Regions from separate parts of the Mus musculus genome. Here region 2 is linked to region 1. A link is a contact called in public Hi-C data. All regions are on one chromosome and are shown on one strand. Each heading gives the region's core, a stretch centred on a gene start, on an enhancer-like site or on the middle of the called end of the contact. The rest is flanking DNA. Distances are from core to core; before and after follow the strand shown.

Region 1 (7,324 bases), core at 1,414-3,913:
CAGCATGGTAGCGGGGCTGTGAGACAGCTCAGCATTCAGTCCACCATCAGGAGACAGAGAAGGAATGTTGGCGGTCAATCTGCTTCCTACTCTTTATCCAGCCTGGGCTCCCAGCCCATGAGTTGTCCTGACATAATTGGGTAGATCTTCCAAGGGGCTTCTCACCCTGGTGATTCTATGCCCTGCAAGTTGATAAATACTAACCATTGTAACATAAGAAAGACTGTTCAGAGCCCATATGAGGAAACACTTTAAACTTCATGGACTACCATAATATGGACTTTCATCTTCCTAGGTAAGAAGACTCGATATAACAGAGATGTCCATTCTCCAAATTACACATTCAACCCAACAAAGTCTTTTTTTGGTGATAAAAATATTTATGTTATAGTTTTTAAATGCCCTGTGCTAGGACACCTTTTCTGAAAAGTATTCTTTAACAATTCTGTAAGCATCTATAAGGTATTCTGTCATGTCCATGCCCACTACCCTCTTCTCTTCCTAAGGAGCCTCCTCCTGATTTGCTAACTATGTGCAGTTTAATTACAGTGATTTGCACTTTTGAAATGGAACTGGATCAATAATAAAAGAAATCTTGAAAAATAATTGATTTGAAAAATGAGTGTCAAAGTCTATCAGATATTGAGAATATCCGTTAAGTAATAGTAACTTAGCAAGCAGTTATTCAGGATGAAAACTCGGCACTCAGCAGAGAGAAAAATGGAGCAGAAAAGATCATGTAGAGCAGCCCTGAGCATAAAAATGAGAATCCATATATTATAAAAGAAGGCTGAAAAATTCATCACAAAAAGAAAAATAGTAATTTTTGAAGGAGAGTAGAATAACTAGTTAAATATTTAGAGAGGAAAAAATTGAAACTCCAACTTCATACTGCTCTCTAAAACAAATTCCTAGTGGATTCCAAAAACTGTCAATAATGAAAAACCTTCATAAAATTTTTTTGATCTAGAGATGAGAAAGCAAACTTCTGATTCCGAGACATAATGAAGGAAAAAGTCATAAAGATTGAGACATCCATACATCAAAAATATGAAAAAAAGTTAAAGGACAAAACGAGACAGAAAATGCATCAGAAACATCACAGATAAAATGTTCAGAGTATGAATATATAAAATATTTACAATCCAATAAAAACAGGCAAGAATCATGCCCAATTAGCCTGAAATAGTCAGCCTTGCTCAAATCAAGATATTACCTCTTATCCGTCAAATTAAATTTTCTTCCACTGATAACTTCCACTCTTTCAGTGCTACGAAGAGATTCTTCTTCATGAAGAAGCTTTGAACTCACACAAGTTCTCTAAGCAAGCAGCTGAGAGCGTGACTCCTTGGCCATAAAGGAGCATCCTTGGGAAGGAAGCACCGAGTTCTCCAGAAGAGTTAAAGGTGACCCATCGTTGATTGCTGAGTTGACCATTTAAGCTGAAACTACCTGAGGAAGTATAACTGATGTAAGGGCCATTTGGTCCATCTTCTACATGTGATACACTCTGAAGATTCTTCTAGAAGGGACATCCCTCGGTTACCAAGCAAGAAAATAGATTTTTATCATCAGATCTCATCACTAGAGTTGTAGTAACCTGTATAAAAGAAATTCACTTGGGTAGCTATTATCATCTACTGCACGTTATGCCCCCAGTGTGTCTAATGATGCCCCCAATATGTCTAAATTCTGAATGTCATTCACAGATTTCCTGCATTTATTTTGTTAAAAATGTGTAAGAAACTTGTGATGTTCCCTTCTTCAGGCCTCAACACTTGTGAAGATTCCAGTACACATGTAAATATGCTACAACCTCTGAGCTATACTCTTACTACACAGCTGTATATGAACTTGGCTCCTAGGTCTAGATGCGCTCACAGCACACATAAAAGTAAAAGATGCCACACAGGATACCCCAGCTCATCACCTTCCATCCCAGGGACCACTGGTAGTGACTTCAGCAGCATTTGTATACCCATTAAAAGGTCAGTTTATTTCAGTAACTGAATCGTCAAAGACTCAGCACTAAGCTCACCCCTACTCCATCCACCACAGTGAGACCACCCCCACTCCACCCACCAAATGAACCCACACTCACTACAATGAGAACCTTCACTGGGAGGAAGCCTACACCTGAACTTTCTATGAACGAGGGCTGAGATCTGCTTTAGATAAACTTTCAAGGTTAAAGGCTGGAAGATAGTCCCTGCAGTGTCTCTCCATCTCTCCCGTTCTTCCTCCTGATTATCTTTCCCAGTTCTTTCCAGACAGACACCATCCTTCAGGCTAGTTCCTCTATAAGTCCATGGCTCCATGCCCACTCCACAGGCTTTCTTTCTGCAGGCAGTGGCTTGTAGGAGTTACGTCTCCAACCTGAACAGGTTCCAGCCTCCTGGCCCAACCATCTGTCCCTTCTGTCAAGGTGGTGGAAGTCGCCGGGACGTCTTGGCTTGCCAGACCCCCCTTGAGATGCATATGCTTTGCCTATACTAACATAATATATAATGTGTGATCATCAAGCTGGGTAATTTAGAAATGATTTTAAGGAAAGGAAACTCATTTTGGTTTTAGGGCTTTTCATTGGAACCATCTTAAAAGCAGTAGCAAAAGAAATCACTGCTCTTCTTTCAGGACAGAAAAAAACTGAGAGCCTCAGTGTGGCCAGGCTGCAGGAGCCAGACCAAGGTTGCATGGGCTGGGTTTCTGTAACCGTGATGAAGCCCCATGACCGAAAACAACTTAGCGAGGAAATTGTTTATTTAGCTTACACTTCAATATCACTGTTGATCATCAAAGGAAGTCAGGACAGGAACTTAAACAGGACAGGAATCTGGAGTCAGGTGATGATTCAGAGGCCATGGAGGGTGCTGCTTACTGGCTTGCTCCCCATGGCTTGCTCATCTTGGCTTGCTCAGCCTGCTTTCTTATAGAACCCAAGACCACCAGCCCAGGGATGGCATCACCCACAAGTGGCTGGGCGCTCCCCCAATGATCACTAATTAGGAAAATGCCTATAACCCTATCTACTCTAGACCTTTTCTCAATTGAGGATTCCTCCTCTCAGATGACTTTAGCTTGTATGAAGTAGAGGAAGACCATCCAGCACATGGGAGAGGGAAGAAGAGTGTTGTGGACCAGCTCCACCTCTGGTCTACAGTGAAGGCAGCACTCCGACCCGGTGAGGTTCATGCTGCTCTTCCACACATGGGACTCAGACCTCTGCGTCCCTCTTCTGATGGGTGCAGGGTTAAAGCCTGAAGCCTTTGTCGCCATCTGATGTCATCTCTGTTGTGCTTTAAGAGCTTCTACCCTGCCCATGGTGTTATTAGACATTTCTCTCTTTGCTCAATTGGAAAGCATGTTGAATGGATAGGAAGCGCTATGCTCTGCTTCAAGAAGCATCAGTTGTTTGGAAAGGATACTTACAGTCATGACAAAAAACATATGGAGGGCTTTGCTCATCCCAAGAAAACTGGAGAATAGAATGAGTTTAATAAATATCTATTTCCATCCCAGACTCCATCATGAATTTTATCTAAACTGGAGTTGGCAAGCATTTCATGTAAAGGATGAGACAGTAACTCTTTTAGGACTTTTGGACCATGCATTTGCTATAACAGTAACTCAACTCTTTTCTGCAGCAGGAAGGGAGCCAGAGAAGGCCCACTAAACAAAGATTTAGCATCCAGAGCAGGGGGGAGCAAGACACACTCATGTGGGGCTGAACTAGAGCCAAAGCCAGATAGCTTAATAGAGAATAAGACTTCCCACCAGAGAGTAAGTGGGGAACACTCAAGAAACATCTGCTCTTCTTAGCGGAATACTTTAATTAATTGACTTTCACAGGATAAGAAAGAATTTGTCCTTGATAGGTTGTGTGAGAAATGCAGCTTGTACATATTGCCTATATTTAATAATGAGGACAAAACTTCAGACATGCTAAGTACCAGAGGGATTCTCAAGAACACACAATGTGAACAGCATCAGGTGATAGTGAAGATACCCATGGCTTTACCTGGAGAGACAAGATCGAGTCCACTTACCCCAGACAGAGCACCCACAACAGACCAAAAGAACAATCCCACCACAGTGGACTTGGTGAAACAATGGGTTTATGGATTTACTGACAGAGCAAGGGTGACAGGTGTCTTACAGAAGCATGGATGGCAGCATCACACACAAGATTACCCTAGTGTGAGGGACCACTCACTAAGACATATCTGGACCTCCCTGCCTTACAATGGGTGCTTCAAAGTCTGTTCTCCCGAAACACTTCCTACTTGTACAACCTTAGGGAGGGGTATTTAACTTTGTAATTTCAGGAACTTCCTGACTCTTAAAAGTTTTGTTGACTCCTTGGGTCTTAAGAGATCCCCTCCAGGAGGAAGTTGTTTAAGTTGGAGGAAATAGCTACACAATGTTGGATCTAAATATCTACAGAATTTATGTTCTCCTTTATAACTTTTCTGCAGACAACACAGAAGCAATTACTTAAAACCATCCATTTGTTACACAAACTAAAGTACACCAGAGTGGAGGAGCGTCGGTATGATACAGCTGTCTGTGTGGTAGCAACCGAACCAGGAAGCTAGAAGTAATTTTTATGGGTGAATCAAAATAGCTAAATGTTGAATTCCTTTAATACACAGATCTTAGAGACAGCCAAAAGTGTGGAATGTGAAAATAATGGAAGGGATTGAAACACATATCAAAGAAATCATCTCTACTCAACTCTTAGTTTTGAGGAGCACAAATAATATCCAGTGATACTAATTAGATATCAACATTTTAAATGCTCAGCTAAGACCAAACCACACTTTATAAATATTAGAAACAGAGCTATGTGACAATGACCAGATAGACATAACAGAAAGCATTGCCAATGTGTTTTGCTGAGGAAAAGTCATTATTCAAACGATGAAGCAATGTCACCGCTCACACCTGGAGCCCTGGCATAAATATACAGAGCCCCACTGGGAGATGATGCAGCCACCATCACCATAAGGGGACCCGGGGACTAGACCTCACTCAGCTCTTACATGCCTAGGCTTGACCCTCACTCCTATGACTCCTCTATCAGCACACAGCTCAGGACATCTAGATACATGTACCATGGACAGCTGTGAGCAGATATTCTACCATGTAATACTGTGGGTGCCAGTTTGAGATGAGAAGCAGTTGTGGCCATAGCAACTGAATATGTGTCTAGACATGGGGAGGTCAAAAAGAGGTCAGCTTAAAGGAAAGAGAGGGGAATGAGAGACAGCTGCACTGAAGTCCCCAAGCCCAGCGACCTACAGGGAGACAACTCAGGAAACAAGACAGATAAATGTAAGGCACCATGAGTTAACCACATAGTAGTTTCTCAGCAAAAGCAGGTGGCAGCTCATTTGCTTCTCAACCACCCAAGTTATGTTTGGGACATTGTTTTTAAACTGAACAATGACAGAAAAATAAGCTGGTGAGTTTTCATATATGTATATACATACATACTCATGGTGTAGTGCTTCAAAGAGAGTATAAAACTATTCCTATTCCTTCCCATGAAATACCTTAAATACCTGACTTTCCATGAATAAATGATACCTGGTAGTGGGAGTACACGTCTGATCATCACTGAGGGATGGGGACCATTGAGGGATGGGGGCCTGGGGGCCATTGAGGGATGGGGGCCATTGAGGGATGAGGGCCACTGACATACAAGAGCACCCAGACTCCCAGCACCTGTGGTGTGAATACTCTAATGGGTGAGCAATTTCAGCCTGACAAAGAGACATGTATTATAGACACAGCAATGACACTTTAATTGCCTGCTCAATTTTGGGTTAGTGAACTGAGACAGCAGAACCCAGTTGTCATGAGAGGACATGCAGTGTTCTCCTGGTCTTGAAAACCTAGTGCCCTGAAGAACTCTCACCAGCCTGGATATTTTCAGAAGACTGAGTTGCTACACTTACCATCAATATTCAATTTTTTTCCTCATATAATTTTACTATAATCAAAATTAAACTGGAACAGGTAGTAAAATTTTGCATTATTTTACTATGGAAAAACATAATACATTTCTAAAACTTTCTGAAATTATAGCCTCCACTGAAAGACCACATCTATCGCAATTTAACAGGAAAAATAAATCAGTAACCAAGTGCTGACTGCCTGCATGTTTTAGTCAGGGTTTCCATTGCTGTGAACAGACACCATGACCAAGGCAACTCTTATAAGGGAAAACGTTTAATTGAGGATAGCTTACAGGTTCAGAGGTTTGGTCCATTATCATCAAGGCAGGAAGCATGACAGTGTCCAGACAGACATGGTGTTAGAGAAGGCCCTGAGAGTGCTACATCTGCATCTAAAGGTCGCTAGAAGAAAACTGGCATGGCAGCTAGGAAGAGGGTCTCCAAGCCTTCCTCCAACAAGGTCACACCAGATTTATCAAGGTCACACTCAATAAGGCCACACCTAATAGTGCCACACCCTGGGCTAAGCATATTCAAACCACCACACTGTATATAGCTACATTTCATTTTGGTCCTTGTTCTTTTCTGGCCAATCTTGGACCAAGATGGAGGCTAAAACTACAATTCCTGCATTTTCTTTGTTAGAAGTGGGTTTATAACACACAAGTTCTGGCCAATGAACTATAACAAAAGTTTAAGCATCATTTCTAGAAAATACATTCCCTCCATATTCAAGATCTAGAGGAAGAGAAACCTTTCCCTACTTTTAGATTTTTAATACTCATATTTACGCATTTTATCCTAACTGTGAAAACAGTGTGATTAAATTCATCTAGGGTAGCTATAGCAAACTATCTGAAGCTCTATTTACAAAGAATACAAGAAGTTCATGTAACTCGTGGTCCTTGAGGTTGCAGGTCCATGGCGTGAGCCCCAGCATCTTCCTGCATCACAACAGAGGATGTCACACAGTGAGGCCAGAACAAAGGCACTAGCTCATATCTCTCTTCCTTTTCATAGACAGCACTGTTCCATCATGAGGCCCCACTCTATGACCTCATATCCTGCTCACTATCTCTCAAAGGCACTCCTCTAAAGTCCACCAACATGTGGGTGTGCCTCATGTGCACCTCAGAGAGAACACTCAAACTGTGGCCCAGGGTGTGTGTGGGTCAGACTGATTCCCATTAAATAGTGGCTTATGGGAAGCATGTGTCTAACTGCTCTCCCTATTGCCCTGGAGCTTACACAGACAGCACAGTAGTAGCCAATGAAAACTTCTCCTACACAGGTGCCTTGACACTCCCTAGGCAAGAGACAAAATAGTTAATGATTTTATACTGTTTCTAAAAGGGGTAAGACAT
Region 2 (7,324 bases), core at 2,436-4,935, 280 kb before region 1:
GAGGTCATCCTAGGCCTTGTTCACCTCAGAGCTCTCCCTTCTCTCCCCCTTTCTCTCCTCCCTCCGCCTCGCGTTCTTGGTTTGTGGAGTAAGGGAGAAGCACCTGAGAAGCCTTCCTGCTTAATCCCAAGAGGAGGCGGATGACGCCCTTGTGGACTTCCTTTATTTTGTTTCTGCCCCCAAGCTTCCTTGCTCTAAACAAAGATCATACAGGGGCTGGGGGCGTGGCTCAGTTGGTAGAGTGTTTCCCTAGTGTGGTCGAAGACTGTTTTCTTTTCCCATAGCTGCATACACCTGGCATGATGGAGCACCGCTGAGGTGCTAGCACTCAGGAAGATCAGAAGCTAAGATCATCTTTAGCTACGTAGAAAACTGGAAGGGCAGCCTGGACTACCGGAGACCCTGTCTCTCAACACAAACATCAACACAAACGAGCACACAAACAAAACCACGACACCAATGATGAAACAAATATTGAAAATTAATCTGTATAACCTCTCCTTCCCTCCCTCCATCACCTCTTCTTTCCCTCTTGTCTCCCCATTCCCTTTCCTCCCTCCTTCCCCTCTTCTCTCCCCTCCCCCTTCCCTCCCTCCCTCCCTCCCTCCTCTCTTCTCTCCCTCTCCCCCTTCCCTCCCTCCCTCCCTCCCCTCTTCTCTCCCCCTCCCCCTTCCCTCCCTCCCTCCCCTCTTCTCTCCCCTCCCCCTTACCTCCCTCCCTCCCCTCTTCTCTCCCCTCCCCCTCCCCTCCCTCCCTCCCCTCTTCTCTCCCCTCCCCCTTACCTCCCTCCCTCCCCTCTTCTCTCCCCTCCCCCTCCCCTCCCTCCCTCCCCTCTTCTCTCCCCTCCCCCTCCCCTCCCTCCCTCCCCTCTTCTCTCCCCTCTCCCTTCCCTCCATCCCTCCCCTCTTCTCTCCCCTCCCCCTTCCCTCCCTCCATCCCCTCTTCTCTGACATTTTGTCACCTGATTTGGCTTGCCCTCTCCTCCACTTTGTGCTCCATCAGTGCCAAAAGGTGGAGGATTCTCCGCTCTGGATTGCAGTGCGTGTAATAGACCTTCCTCACATCTGAACCCGAGCAGAGCCGGAACGTGTCAGCATGTGTCCCTACATGTATGTCTCTGGGCTCCTGCCTGTATGAGTCAATTTCATGCAATACTGTCTAGCTCACACTCTGTGGGGAAGAGAGTGAATATAGTTTTTCTTTAATTAGAAAATGACCCTAAAGAAGAAGAAGCAAGGAGAAGCCCTGGCTGGGCAGATTCACTTATGGTCACCAGGCTGTGCGGAGGGGGGGGGGGGGGGGACGGGGACGGGGACATGGCAGTCATTGGAACTATGCCTCTTGCAGATTGTCAGGCCTCACCTTCCAAGATCCAGTCACTGTCTCCATGTGAGGCAAGGAGAACCATATCACTAGACAGAAAAACTGGGAAGGTCGGGCAGATTAAGAAATCCCAGCAAGTCTCACAATTGATAACAGAAGGCGATTGAATCTGCTCCCAATCCAGTTCCTGTGCCGGAGCACGTGACCACGACACCCCACTAAGAAGACCGTGGCAACTGGTCATGTAGCTTAGAGCCTAGAGTTCTCCATGCTAATGGGGTATCTAGACGGGCCGCCTCAGGGTTTAGCCAATAAGGTTCCCTTTCCCAGACATTCCCTCCTGCAAAAGGTATTTAACCTCTGGTCCACCCTGAGTAAGTTGTATGCATCCATTTTTCCACTATGAATAAACAATTTGAACAAGCAAGGACTGTCTCTCTCATAAGACCTGATGTGGGGAAAGGCCTTCATTACAGAGTCACACGGCGCAGAAGGCCCCTGAGCTCTAGACGTTCACTCTAGGCTAAGTCAGATTCCCCACACCCTCCAACCCTAGGCTCAGCACTGGCCTGAGGGGGCCCATTCCCATCTCATGAAGTCCAGCAGCGTCTGGGTGCCTGGGAGCTTTGAGAACCACAGCCTTGGCTCCAGCCTGTGCGGTTTCTCACCGGGGTTGGGGTCCCCATCTTAGGCTGCCTTCCATCTTCCCTGAGCGAGTATCAAGTGTTCCAGACACCCAGATGGTGATGAAGATGGAACGTAGCCTAGCGCCCCTGCATTTTGTCTTCCGGAGCGGCGTTCACACACCCCAGCGGCGAGGCGGAACATGGACCCACATCTCCACTATATCACTGGGCTTTCCCTATGGGACTTGCTACTCCACTGAATAACAGGGCAGAGGGGCAGTCTCTGAGGGGAAGAGAGCCAGCCCAAGTGGCCCAGTGGTGCTGCCCTCAGGGTTTCCAGTAATAGCAGAGACCAATTCTTTGATGCCCTCAGGAAGAGCATGATGGCAAGACATCTCTGTGGTCACAGACTTGTGGTTCTTCACAAAGCGTGGGTCTGGACTCCCAGCATCCTTCAGTCTGTGTAGGTTCATTCTCTATTGCTCCATCAGACGCCTGCAATTTTAAAGGGCTGATTTCTCTGAGTGAGAGAGTGCGGGTAGAAAGGAGACCTTCGCGTAGTAGAGCACCGTGAAGCTGCGGTGTGACGCTCTCCCACAGAGCCTATTTCCCTGTTTGGATAACGGCAATTTATTATTCCATTGCCTTTAAAGATGGAGTCCATCATTCCGATTAATTTAACTGGGGAAATGTATGCATGTGATCTAATGGAGCAAACAGGCATGGGGAATGATTTTAGTCAGACTGCCCGGAATGGTCTTATTTTAACACAGTACATAATGGCCTCTGCTCACTTAGTAGCCAATTGTTAAACGAGGTGGCCAAGGAAACTGAGTCTGGCCAGGCAGAGAAGAGGCTGGTCCTATCTCTAGTTCTGCTGTAGGCTCCACCCTTGCTCCCAGGTGCCCCCAGCTGAGTCTGAAAATAGGGTCCTGGTTTCTGGGTGTCTGACTATTCCGGGTGGCTTCTGCAGTCAGCCTTGTTATGGACAAGGAAACTGAGGCGACAGGGACTCTCACCTGCCTAAGTCACCACGTCGAAACAGAACATTGACTGGAGGTGGAGTTCTCAGTTCCGGGGCCAGCACCTAACTGCCTTGCCACAGAGCTTTGAACAGTCTGTGAGATGAAAGGGCCCTCTACTGGAAGGGGGAGCATAAAACACTCACAGAGTCCTCACTATAGAGGCTGCGCTTAATCAGACAGTCAGGGAAAGGCTTGCATTGGGAAACAGAAGGAAGACACGCAAAACCCCGGTAAAGAGTGATTACCAGAGGCTGAGATAGAATACATACAGAATTAAAGCACTAGCTCAGTATGCGTAAGACTCTGGCTATATCCCAGGAGGTACAGGAATATAAGAGGAAAAACTGCAGGTAAGGTAGCTCGTGCCTGTTGATCCCAGCATTTGGGCAATGGAAGCAGGGGTATCAGGAGTTCAAGGTCACCCTCTGCTACACAGCAAATTCCAGGTCAGCCTGGCTGGAAAAACTAAGAGTGAGAGGAGATTGGAAAATGACAGAGGAAAAGAAAAGAAAACTGTTAGAGCCTTGAGGTTCCAAGATTGGCGCAAGACACACTATGCCTGCCGGAAACCAGCTTTCTTCCACGGGGACGTCAATACCGCGATGTTCCAGAAGGTGGTGCCAGTGTTTCCTAAACCAGCTCAGCACCTCCGGTAGCACTCTTTACCCTTATCCCATCCTTTGTGGGTAGCTTTGGTTTTAAACAGAAAAAGCCTTCGCCTCAACCCCAGGCTGTGGGGAAAACACGCCCTCTGCTGGCGGACTCAGACCGTGTGTGTGTGTGTGTGTGTGTGTGTGTGTGTGTGTGTGCGCGCGCGCGCGCGTACAGTGCACCCAAGCTGTGCTTTGACAGGAGGATCTGGAGACAGGGAGGTTGAAGGGAACCCAGACCTGGGAGCAAGCCCAACTTCTCTCAGCCAAGGCTCTCTGAATAGATGGTTGTTATTTTAGTCCCTACTGCACAGGCCAGAAATGAAGCTCAGACAGGACGCAGCCTGCTAAGGTGGCAGGCCCATCCAGAGCGAGGCTGGCAAGCCTGGTCTTCCCAGCCTGCTGTCAACAACCCACAAAGCTCCTTGTGTACCCAGTAGTCAGTGCGTTCAGAATGTCACCAGAGGGGGATGACGGAAAAATCCCAGTGCTAATTTGTCTTCGTAGTGTTTGCTTTTGTCCTGAAGGCGGAAGCTGATCCTATTAATTGAGGGTTTCAATTAGTTGCACTCAGGCTAACTCTAGGTTTAGTGCGATCCCTTCCCCTTCCCGATCCCCCAGTGACGAAGTGCCTGTAATCTCCGAGGCTTAATATCCTTTACAGGAACTGTGAATAAGCTTGAGTTTTAGGAAGAGGAAGGCAGTGAAAAAGGAGGCCTCTCATTCCAAGGTCCTTAGTCCCACCCTGCAGTGTCATCCACTGGCTAAAGCTTTAGATGTTAAAGATCAGGCTGAACGTGAAATCTGTCTCTCTGTCTCTGTGTCTCTCTCTCCTCCCTCTCTCTCTCTCTCCTCTCTCTCTTTCTCTCTTTCTCTCTGTTTCTCTTTGTATCTCTCCTCTCTTCTCTCTCTTTCTGTCTCTCGCTTTCTCTGTGTGTCTCTCTGTCTGTCTCTGTCTCTCTGTGTGTCTTTCTCTCTCTTTTCCCTTTCTCGCTGTATCTTGCTGTCTCTGTCGCTCTCTGTGTCTCTCTGTCTCTCTCATCTCTTCTCTCTCCTTTCTCTCTTTCTCTCTCTGTCTCTGGCTCTCTGTCTGTCTCTGCATCTCTCTCATCTCTGTGTGTCTCGCTGTCTCTGCCTTTCTGTATCTCTCTCCTCTTTTCTCTCCCTGTCACATCCTACTTCCCCAGTCTCCCACTCTCTCTTCTCTCTATCCCTTTGTCCATTCCTTCCATCTTAATCTCTTTCCCTCACTGCCTCCTTCTGTCTTCTCTGCATCCTTTTATTTCTTTACCTCTTCCTTCTTCCTAAACTCCTGTGTTCTCCTTTCTCTTCTTTCTCCCATTTCTCTCCTTTCTTCTTCTCCCCTCCTTTCTTCCTTCCTTTGTTTCTCTCTTCCCTCTGTCTGTCTGTCTTTTTTTCTCCAAGGTACTGACTGGTAGGGAAGGTACAGTTACCACAGCTGACACCGAGGAGACCAAAGATTCTTAGAGTTTAATGTGCCCTGAAGGAAGTAGCTTTAAGATCTTATAAAAGACAGACTCGGGTGTGGGCCCAGGGTGAGCCTGAGGTCTTTCTTGTCTGGCAAAAGCTCCTGAATGCTTCTGAGCCAGCAGTCCAGGCGACAAGGCATGTGGCGCTATCAGAGGATGCAGTGTAGTGTGGAGGGGCTAAGGGGCTTCTGACTGTTGTTAATGAAGCCTGGCTCTAGAGGGTAACCAGAGGCTCCATGACAGCTACTTTCAACCAACTTCTCTGAAACCAGCAGCTTTGAGCATGGCTGTTGGGAATGCTTTGAGATCAACAGGCTCTCGTCAAATCAGAGTGGGGATGGGAGGGCCAGAAATGTAGGAGGACAGGGCGAACAGCTGTCACTCTCTTAGGAATCTTCTCACTGGATATTGGGTATGTCAGTTAACTACCCATTACTGTCATAAAATACCTTAAGCTGATAACCTTACAAAGAAAAGAAATTCACTGGGAAGTTGCAAGTCTAAATAGCCTGGTCCCAGCTCAGGTGAGTGTTCTCTCAACTGTATTCCAACATGGAGAACAGGTTCTTTGCAGAGGCATCTGTAAAAGAACGTGGCGAGGTGAGGAAACCAGAGACACACCAAGGAAGGCCAGGCTTGGTCTTCTAAAATACCCTGCTCCTTACAGGAAAACTGCACCAACCCCCTCTCAAGAGCAGAACCCTCTTGAGATTACATCCCTGACATTTGGTCCATGAGAGGATACACTTAAACCCCAGCAATGGAGGAAGGAGGGTGACTGGCTTGTGCTGTCTCAGAGAGGACTTCACCCAGGCCCTAGGTCCTCTTAACCAAGAGAACCAGTTGACACTGCACATGTGACCCTAGGGTTGTTTCTACTGTGCTGGGCAATCTCAGGGGCAGCCCTGGGTGCATCTGGTTTACTGGGTATGAATGCCCCTGCCGCCTCCATGAGTAGCTCCCTCTAAGTCAGGCTTGAGGCTTTTCCTTCAGTCTGGCTCACTTGGCCATAGGTGCTGCTGGGTGGAGCTCTGAGTTTACCCTGCCCCTCCTTTACATTAGCTGGCCCACAGCTCCAGGTATGGGTCAGTACTGAGCCCCGAGATGAGACCTGGGTCCTCCTCGTGGCCACTTGCCTCCCTGTCACTGAGCAGTGTTACTCGGACGGTACCTTCTTTTAGATCATCTATTTATTCATTGATTATTTGCCAGTATATATCACAATTTGAGCATGTTCCTCAGGCCCCCTCCAACCCACCGCACACCCCCCCATCATTCCAGAAAGAACTTAGTGTCAGGACTGGTCTCTGCTCAGCCCTTACTCGGGCCTCTTCTCACAGATGTTGACAGTCACTCTACAGGGACTCTGTGCTTCCTGGTGCCAAGGCCTCACTTGAGAACAGAGTCTGCATCAAAGAGGTGCCTCATGCTGTTCTCATATCCTTCCTGCCTCCACCCTAGGAATCAGGGTGGGCTCTTGGCTCTTCCTAGGAGCCTCTGCCACCCTCACAAGGTATAGGAAGCACTCTCTTGACCCATGTGGGCTTTGAGTGTCTCAGAGACCATCCTGACATCTCTGGTGCTGGGGCCTGAACTTTTCTCAGACCCCCCAACGTGCTTTTTTTCCCTCTGTCTGTTCGTGTTCTTATCCCTCTGTCTGTCTGTCTATGATGTTAACTCTTCCAGTAACTCTTGTATTCTGAAGTCTCATGTCCTCTTGAACTACCTGAGCCCCATAAAACATAGCACTCTCTTTTATTTCCAGCTTCTTCACTGGTTAGTTTAATTCATGTTCCCTACACTTACCCTTACACACACACACACACACACACACACACACACACACACACACGTAAAACACACATATGCACACACATATATATCACATATATAACACACATATCACACACATATAACAATATATATAACATATATATAACACATACAAACTACACACACATATATAAAACACACCACACACACACACACACACACACACACACACACTCACGAGGTTTTATGTTTTTTTAAGGTCTAAGGACCACTAGTGAGATAAAATAAATTAGTCTTCCTGAGAATGATCTAATTCACTTAATGTAATGATCTCAAGTTTCATGCATTTTTTCCTGTAAATAGCGTAACTTTATTCTCCTTCAGTGAGTGAGTCATGTTTCTCTTACCCAGCCCTCGGCTGATGGACACCTAAGCTG

Evidence for each region. Hi-C and Micro-C count contacts between places; a contact is called where the count stands out from the background.
Region 2: a contact with region 1 is called in a Hi-C map of cerebellar granule neurons, with 2.4 times the contacts expected there. The contact joins two enhancer-like sites. A contact is called at or near these places in 6 of 484 Hi-C or Micro-C datasets (cerebellar granule neurons, cortical neurons and embryonic stem cells).

The regions. Positions count from the first base shown.
Region 1 is chr16:95,059,635-95,066,958 of GRCm38.p6, reverse strand. No RefSeq gene overlaps it. Among named protein-coding and RNA genes, the nearest start is that of Gm31407, 65 kb to the right of the region's middle. Within about 2 kb of position 2,663, at least 2 of the 459 cell types and tissues checked have an H3K27ac peak or open chromatin away from gene starts, as enhancers often do. A contact at or near this core is called in cerebellar granule neurons, where this site is marked.
Region 2 is chr16:95,337,967-95,345,290 of GRCm38.p6, reverse strand. No RefSeq gene overlaps it. Among named protein-coding and RNA genes, the nearest start is that of Gm31641, 82 kb to the right of the region's middle. Within about 2 kb of position 3,685, at least 55 of the 459 cell types and tissues checked have an H3K27ac peak or open chromatin away from gene starts, as enhancers often do. A contact at or near this core is called in cerebellar granule neurons, where this site is marked.